Linked DNA regions of Mus musculus: region 1 is linked to region 2. A link is a contact called in public HiChIP or PLAC-seq data. All regions are on one chromosome and are shown on one strand. Each heading gives the region's core, a stretch centred on a gene start, on an enhancer-like site or on the middle of the called end of the contact. The rest is flanking DNA. Distances are from core to core; before and after follow the strand shown.

The links. HiChIP or PLAC-seq counts read pairs in DNA pulled down with a chosen protein or histone mark.
Region 1: a contact with region 2 is called in an H3K27ac HiChIP or PLAC-seq map of microglia, with 6 times the contacts expected there. The contact joins two enhancer-like sites. A contact is called at or near these places in 8 of 39 promoter capture datasets (the 3T3-L1 cell line, the HPC-7 cell line, cranial neural crest and 3 more), 2 of 484 Hi-C or Micro-C datasets (the HL-1 cell line and embryonic fibroblasts) and 2 of 115 datasets of contacts at active chromatin or transcription factors (embryonic stem cells and microglia).

Annotation. Positions count from the first base shown.
Region 1 is chr7:110,281,004-110,285,575 of GRCm38.p6, reverse strand. Swap70 (SWA-70 protein) reads right to left here. Exons shown (of 12, transcript NM_009302.3): 12 at 2,070-4,345. The coding sequence ends at 4,239. It overlaps Gm32861 (a long non-coding RNA gene), which reads left to right. Exons shown (of 2, transcript XR_869865.3): 2 at 1-74. Among named protein-coding and RNA genes, the nearest start is that of Gm32861, 5.1 kb to the left of the region's middle. Within about 2 kb of position 1,890, at least 55 of the 459 cell types and tissues checked have an H3K27ac peak or open chromatin away from gene starts, as enhancers often do. A contact at or near this core is called in the HL-1 cell line and microglia, where this site is marked.
Region 2 is chr7:110,187,413-110,191,736 of GRCm38.p6, reverse strand. No RefSeq gene overlaps it. Among named protein-coding and RNA genes, the nearest start is that of Swap70, 32 kb to the left of the region's middle. Within about 2 kb of position 1,691, at least 113 of the 459 cell types and tissues checked have an H3K27ac peak or open chromatin away from gene starts, as enhancers often do. A contact at or near this core is called in the HL-1 cell line and microglia, where this site is marked.

The DNA of each region.
Region 1 (4,572 bases), core at 641-3,140, 94 kb before region 2:
GGGGATGGGTATAATTGAGATACATTACAAACATATGAGATTGTAAAGAATAAATAAAAGTCTATAAAAGTAAACTTCACGTAAGGCAACTTACTGAGTTTAGTGTTTAAGCAGAAAGACACTCTTAAAGATCACATTCAGGGAAGGGACACACCTGCCTCCACAGTGGCTCTGCACAGACCCGGGGGCTCTGTAAGCAGGTTCAGGGCTTGAGGAAGACATGAGCTGCTGCACCCTCTTTGCTGGTCCACATGAAGCTGTCCTTGAGGAGGCTTTCTGTGGGCACAGTGTGTGTGTGCGCGCGCGCTGGAAGAAGTGGTTCTTATAGTGAAAAAGCAGGTCCCCCCAGAGGATGCACAGAAGGCTGGTTCAACACACCACGGTAATCTGCAGGAGGTGTTTCTCAGAAAGGGAGCACTGTCCTAATGCAGGAAACATCAGTTGTCAAAAACTCCTGGGTCAGCCCTGGAGTAAAGCTCAGAGCTAGGTATGTGTGGAAGGGGAGATGTAGCCATCCTGTCTCAGAGTCACAACTGAGCCTAGATCTATGTGACTGATGCCCGGACTCCTTCCCAGGTAAGTACTCTGATGCAAGCAGGGGTGGGAAGCACAGAACGCTGGAAAAAGCCCTTTCCTGCCATCACCAGCTTCCAGCTCAGAACCAGGGCTGCAGGCCTTGGGCCTCCGAGATGAAGTCTTTTCCCTAGTTCACATTCTCTGTAATCACTCATTGTATCCTTGTTTTCATAACCAGGAGTGTGCTGGCTGTAGTGGGTGCCTCGAACCAGCCTCGCTTGGAGAGTGCTGTCCATTCCTGTTAAGTCTTGCTGGCCCTTCTGAGGCTTCCAAGTCACCGGTCTTAGGTAGTGGGTATGTTTGTGGTGGACACTCAATTCCAATCCTGGAATGCTCTCCCCTGATATGAAACCCCTGCTCTGGCAGCCTAGGACAGCCTCACTCCCATTGGACAGACTTTGAGGGTGACATGGAGGTGGCAGCTGGTCTGAACCCCCAGTCTGTGATGGACCCTGTCCCTGGGGTGCTCCTGGCTAAAGAGCAGAGAGGAAACTCAGGAAGTGAGTCTCCCAGATACCACCTTCAGAAACCCAGGTTAGGCTACTGGTTGTGTTTGGGGGAGAACTGGGGTGAAGTGGGGAGGTGGGATCTGGACAGAGCTCTCCTTTGCTTACTCTAACAATCTCTCTGGCCCTCGCAACTGCCATACAGGAGGCAGACATAGAGAAAGGCCCACATTCCTGTGGGTGTATGGCCCTGACAGACTGTTTCTGCTCTAGTAGAAAATGGACAGGGAGGTTGAGTCTAGACTAGGGTTGGAATTTAGTGTCCGCCACAAATGTGCCCACTACCCAAGACCAATGACTTAGAAACCTCAGAAGGGTCAATGAGGCTTAACAGGAATTAACAGCAACTGCCCCCGAGCAGGGGTGATGCAAGGCACCCACCACAGCCAGCACACTCCTTCCAGTTATGAAAACCACAAATGTTTCCAGATACTGCCAAGTGTCCCCTCAGGAACAAGTGTCTGTACTTGAGAGCACTGCACTAGAGAAAGAAGGATGGTTTGACAAACACCTTTCTCTCCCTGCTCTCCTTCATGAGGGAAGACCAGCTTGCCAATACATAGTCAAGCTAGAACAAGGGACCGCTTCATCCACAGTACGAAGTTTTAATCTTGGTGACCATGTAAAACCAAATAGAAAACCACAAGGTTTATTCTAGTCAAAGACATAAAAATAAATAAATAAATTGAGAGAACAGAGACAAGAAGAAAAGACTTCAGAGGTAACAGCAACGATAGAGGTAGGTTCCTGAGCTGACCAAGGCTTCCCACAGCTGTGACTCACACCAAACATGAGGTCACAGCTAACTTCTTGAGGTCTTAACTCCCAAACCCAGTGTTTTCAGGAGTATCCCTAAACCACATCCACATGACTGTATGAAAATGAAGATTAGCAAAAGCACACATGCAGGCAGGCACGCACACACAAGTGCACACACACATACACACACACACTTTACTCCATTTTATTAATGTAACCAGTTTAAAATGTATGAAATTCTGGTATGTTTAATTTTGTTATTGAGTCCACTTTACTAAAAAAATAGAAACCAAAAATCCCATAGAAAACATTTTAATACCTTAGAAAAATTAGCAAAAAAACAAAACAAAAAAAAAACAAGAAGTAGAGCATATTACATTGTATGTGTAGATAAAAATGTTTTAAAATTATAAATATTTTGTTCATTCTCAATATAGTAGATCCCAAAACATTTTCAAATGCTTTTCATTCATAATTCCTGCAAATAATCTCATCTCTCGTTGGAGGAAAGGGCTGATTACAGTGAACACACAGACAGACACTCCCAACGTTTCCTGTAGTTATTACAGAGATGAGGCACGGTCTATAGACACTTAGCTGAAACCACCTTGAGTATCAGGAGAGACCCACAAGTATCAGCGCATTGGCCTAAAGGGGAGTCACACAGTTCACATCTGTGCGGTCTTCTCATCCACTGTCTACAAAGGACTTTCACTTCCCAGCCACAGTGCTACTGAAGCCGGTGAGGCAAGCAGAAACAAACACTACAGACTGCAGACGCCTTCTGCACAGCCCATACAAAGGGAGCATGCAGTATTCAGGCTTGAGACCAGACAAGGAGGGCCGTGGCAGCTGCGGGCCATGCCTCTGGCTGTGCTGTAAGACAGTCCAGGTTTAAGGAGGGAGGTTCTGTCAGCCCGGCCCGGGCGATCCCTTTACCCCAGTCTCCCCTGGACCCCCAGGCCCTTGCTTCCGTCCAGACATTTCACACCGGCCAGTACCTTCTTGGAGTTTCTTTTTCTTTTCTCTCCAAGGACACTGAGGTCTCTAGGAGACATCATCAAGACACAGGGGAGACCCTGGTCCCCTTGGTCTGATTCCCGGCTGCACTGACAAGGAAACATGGTGAGTGAATGGCCAGGTCCAAACCTACACCCAAGTTATCCACTAAGAAGGTTCGTGACACAGTGATACTTTGCACACAAATCTAAACTGTATGAAGGCAACTATAAACATTAAATAAAATTACTTTTATTAAGCAGCCCAAAATCTTAAGAAAAATTGGTAAGACTTCCATTGGCAAATGTTTTCCAGTCATAAAAGGCAGAGATTAATGGAACTCTATCCAGTCCTTATGTAGATGCCAGGACTGCTGGGATCTATCTGTAGACTTGCACATGTCTGGAATGGCCTCCTTCCTGCTCTGAGGCAAGGCTGGACCAGGCCCGTGGGGGTCCCTGCTCTCTACTGAGTCCCACCTCTTCTGTGCCACATGGGTCACCTTCCTGTTTATAATGTAAAGCTTCTTGGCTGTGCATGGAGTTACTGCTGGTTACAGATTCCAACTAGTGTGGTAAGGCTTACTTTCCAACCACTCATCTCCGTCTCAGACCAGATTAGGGCTGAAATCATTCCTCAAACAAGAAGCATACAAACCACAATCTGTGTCATCCTCGGAGGGAAAAGCAGAGAGACATAGTTCTAGTGAAAGCCACAAGGCTGGCCATCATCCTGTGACACTTTACATCTTACCAGTCCACATTCTGTCAGCTTCCACTGTGCCCATGTAACCCCCCAAACTATCCAATCACCATTGATTTCAACAGACTAGCAGCTGGGGACAGAACACCCAAAGAACTAAGTTGAGCCGCTGGGCCAGGATAAGTCTTGCTTTGAGGTGAGGAGAAAGAAAATGCAAACGAAGCATGCCATGTGTGTGGTGGTCAGGGAGGGAAGTATCTTAGCTGAAGCTGGGAAGAGTCACCAACCAGATTCCATCCACAAGGGCAGTGACTAGTGACTTGTCCATCAGAGCACCAACAGCGGAGGCTTGCCATGACACCTGACTCAAAGAGGCCAACAGACCAGGCAATCGGCCAAGGGAATGCGCTGCCGGAGGGGAGGAGACAGCTGACCTCCCATCCAAGGCGGGGCTGAGACCAGGGGCTGCAAGGGCTGCAGAAGACAACAGTGAGGTGGCTCCAGCCACACCTGTGCCTATGTTCTCGCCAGGAGAGCTGAGACATCTCTAGAAGGTAAACATGGCGTCCTCAGCACAGGACCCTGCTGGAGCCCTGAGGGGAGACTTAGAAGCAGCAAAGCCAATGTTCTTGTCCCAGGTATGAAGCTCTTGACTCCTCACTGATGTGACTGACTGGGTGACCGCTGGGACGGCCGTCACTCTGTGGTCTTCTTCTCTTTCCAGCTCTTCTCTCTCTCCTCGAGCTCTGCCTGGGTGAACGCTGCGGGTCCCCAGTTGGTGATCAGATGAGGGTTCTTGGAACCTAAGCGACAAGCGTGCTTTCAATGCAGGAAGGCTGGCTCTCTCCGCACCTGTCATCGCATCAGGGGGACAACACTCCTACTTCTCTGAGGAATACCCAAAAAGGTCCGCCAGCCAAAAGAGCAGCAACTATGCACGCAGGGAGGTTACCCAGGAGCACTTACTAAGGAGGACAAGCTTAAGAGAATCCACAGGAGCATCATGGCTTCAGCGGGCTCTCTGCTCCCA
Region 2 (4,324 bases), core at 442-2,941:
GGAAGAAAGTCAAGGGGAAACAATGTAATTATATTTCAATTTAAAAATAAAATGAGCCGGGCATGGTGGCCCCAGCACTCGGGAGGCAGAGGCAGGCGGATTTCTGAGTTCGAGGCCAGCCTGGTCTACAAAGTGAGTTCCAGGACAGCCAGGGCTATACAGAGAAACCCTGTCTCAAAAAACAAAAACATAAATAAATGAAATAAAATAAAATAAAGTCAGGCATGGTGGCCTATGCCTTTAGTCTCAGCTCTCCAGAGACAGAGGCAGGCAGATCTCTCTTAGTTCAAATCCAACTTGGACTACATAATGAGTTCCAGGCCAGCCAGGGCTACATAGCAAGACCCTATCTCAAACAAACAAACAAACAAACAAACAAACAAACCATGAAGCTAGCCTGGACTATAGAGTAAGTTCCACGACAGCCAGGGCTACATAGAGAAACCTTGTCTCAGAAAAAAAAAAAAAATGTTAAAAATAAATTTAAAAATAAAAGACAGAGCATAAGCCAGCATGCCCCCACCAGAAGATGGGTGTCAGAGACAGAATCACAAGATCTGGTGGGCGAGCTGGTTTGGTGGCTACAACAGCCAACAAGAGACACTGTCTCAAACAAAATGGAACCAACACCTGGGATTATCCGCAGACTCTGCATTCAGGTCAAGGTATAAGAGCCTGTCCTCCCTCCCTCTCTCTCTCTCTCCCTCTCTCTCTCTCTCTCTCTCTCTCTCTCACACACACACACACACACACACACACACACACACACGTTAGAAAGCACTGACCCACATGCCCATGCATAAAAGGAAAGGTAACTTGAAACCTAGTAGATTAGCATATTATAAATCTAATCACATGACTTGCCTTCCTCCCTCCCTGCCCCCTCTCTCTTTTTTTTCAGACCTGGAATCCCAGACCTATAATATAACTTGCTAAGACTGGGCAAGAGCATTACCACAGAGCCACCCACCCATAGCCTTTCTATTTAACACCTGAAAAGAATAAGCAAAAAAAAAAAAAAGTTTCCATAAAGCAAAATTAACCAAAAGTCGTCTGTCCCAGGCCCACTTTGGGATAGGGGCTTCAGGGGGACTATTTTAAAATGATCTGAAAAAAAAAAAAAAGATCTGAGCTTTTTATTATCATCAGAGAACTTAATTCTTAAAGGCCAGTGATTCCAGTTATTGCAGCCTTCATGATGTTCAGTTAGAGACTAGGGACAACAGAAACAAGGCTGAGCCAGACATGGTGACACACACCTCTTATCCCAGGCACTGGGAAGGCTAAGGCAAGAGGATTGTACATTTGAGATCAACCTGAGCTACACAGCAAGGTCCTTTCTTAAAAAACAAAACAGCAGAAACCCAAGGCTTGAAGAGTTTCATGAAGACAGATCTGATTCCCTTTAGCTCAAAACTTTCTGGAAAGTTGATCTCTAACAGGAGGGGAAGCCACAGGCCTGTGCTGCCTGTGAGTAATGAAGGAAATTATGTCATTCAGGCTGTGCCTTACAGGGGCAGGAAGAGGGAAATAACCCAAAGAGCAAATAAACAAACAACCAGAAAGTCTTTTCAGGCTGTAAAGGGCTATAGCCTACTCTGGTACCAAGCGGACAGCATCTTGAATTGTTAATTTACCCCACCCACCACCGGACGGGAGGGTGGGGGAGCCAGAGCGACCTTTTATCTAGCTCTCCTAGGAAACATTAAAGTTCAACCACGCTTTCTGAGACTTTGGCCTTCCGATTAACAGTACTCTAGGGAAAGGCTTTGAATTTTAGATTCGTTGAGTTACTTCATAATCATTTATTAAGCACCTTCTCTTTTCTAAGGGCTGAGTTAGAAGTAGTGGGAACATCCAAAAGATGACTTGGTATAGAACTGGCTCTTCAGCTGCTTGAGTTGATGTAGGGACACAAGACGCAGAACTACATGGCTCTGTAGAGGAGGGCCAAGTTCTGGGGCTGGAGTTGCTGTCGGTTAAGAAAAGGCTATGGCTTCCTAACCAAGAGAATGGTATCTCCCTCTGTATGGAGACTTACCTGAACTGCCATCAGTTTAGTCAGGTCAAGCTCCTGGCCAAGGAGCCACGCCTCACTCATAAAGGCAGGCTCACCTTAAACCACCTTAAAGAATGGGAGGAATAATTAGCCCACCCAGGAGATAACACTCTCTTCCATCTCAGAACTCTCACTGCTAACCTTTTCTTTCCCAGAATTCCCACTCTTCTCTTTTCTTTCCCAGAACCCTCACTGCTAACCTTTTCTTTCCCAGAATTCCCACTCTTCTCTTTTCTTTCCCAGAATCCTCACTGCTAACCTTTTCTTTCCCAGAATTCCCACTCTTCTCTTTTCTTTCCCAGAATCCTCACTCCTCCCTTTTCTTCCCCAGAATCCCCATTCCTTACTTAGCACAGTAGTTACAGACCCGCAGTTATGCTTTCTGAAACAGCATAGCCTTTCCTTTTTGTCTTCCTGTCCCTTTTCTAGGCAGAGTTTCTGTGACACTTGAGACACTTGTTGTCTTTCTCTGAAGCTCCCCTCCCACCATGCGGCTGCTTGTGTGACATGGGTCTGACCTCCATGGCAGCTTAACTCAGCTGCCGGTATGTACAGCTGCCCGGCCCAGAGGTTTTCTTTAACCTCTTTGAGGTTCTCTTTGAGTTAGTCCTTAAATATTTTACTAAGGATAACGAGATTAAGAACTCCAAGAAGGAACCCAATGTCCCCGGTATCACAGGAAGATGACACATGAACGATATGACTCTACATAAGAGGAAAAAGGTGCTGAGGTGAGGGGCTGGAAAGATGGCTCAGTGCTTACGAGCACTTGTACTTGTAGAAGACCTAGGTTTGATTCCCAGCTCCCACAAAGCAGCTCACAACTGTCTATAACTCCAGCTCCAGGAAACCAATGCCCTCTTCGGACCTCCACAGGTACCAGGCACATAGATAGTGCACAGACATACATGCATGTGAACACTCATATGCATAAAATGAATAAATATGAAAAAATTAAAACAAAAAAATACCACATAAAGGAATTGATTTGAAGGAAATCCCAGAGTTCAGGTCTTAGCCAGTCCTAGGGCAGCCTGGAGTACATAAAAACCTGTCTCAAAAAAATCAATTAATTAATTAATTGGAAAAAAGGAAAAATTGCTAAGTACACCAAGACTTATAAAACAAAATAACATCATTTATATTTGAATGATCGTGTGTGTGTGTTGCACCTGTGTTCCTTTGCGGGGAGCACAAACACACACAGGTGTACATATGTGTTCATGTGTGGGAAGGTTAGTGTTCTTTCTTAAACCACTCCCCCTTATTTAATGAGTGGGGGTCTTCACTGAGCCTGGACTTCACCAGTTCAGCTAGGCTGGTCGGCCAACGAGTTCTAGGGATCTCTCTCTCTCTCTCTGCCACCACCCATCCTTTTATGTGCTTTGCTGAGGGATCCCACATGAGGTCCTTGTACCTACACATTTCCAGGTAAGCCATCTCCCCCAACCCCATGAGTGGCAGTGCCTGAAGTCAGTCTTCTTGACTAGTCTTGGCTCTCAACTCTTGGGCAGCAGGCCTCTGGGCTGATTCTTTTCACTACATCCATCCCTTTCTTTTTTGTTTTTGTTTGTTCAGGTCTCTAAGGATGGAGTGTGGCCTTATACGATGCTGTCAGAGCCAGTGAAACCCTGTCTCGAAAACAAAACAAAAACAAAACTATCCATCCCTTTCTGGAAAATGTACTGAACTCTCATTGAAGAAACTCCACCTGAGACCAGACAGGAAGAAAATCAAGGAAAAGTCAGGGAGGCGAAGAGGCCCTTCATCTAGGGAACTGGTTTCTTTCCTCTGGCAGAGTCTGGATATTTCAACACCACTGACAAAGGCCTACAACTTCCTAGAGACACCTATAATAGAGAGGTCAAAGAGAATTAATAAGCTGTGATTACTTAGGCCCAAAAGGATCTAGAAACTGAGTTTTTATCTTTTTTTCTCATTCCTAAATCTAAATGGCACCTGCCTCACAACTTTGTTTATCAAAAGAAATTCTTAACCTTTTAAATCTTGATGTAAGTTATTGCGGCCACAGGTCACAATACAGCCACCATGAAGATGTCTACAGCTTTAAGAAGCCGAGACCACACCTGGATATTTATCATCTTTCTTGAGTGCCTCTTTCTTATTTCTTTCTTTTTTCCTTCTTCCTTTTTTTTTTTTATGCTTAAAATCTATACCATAAGGTCTTTATTTAAAAATAGTTGCCAAGCAATGGTGACACATGCTTAATCCCAGCACTTGGGAGGCAGAGGTAGACAGTTCTCT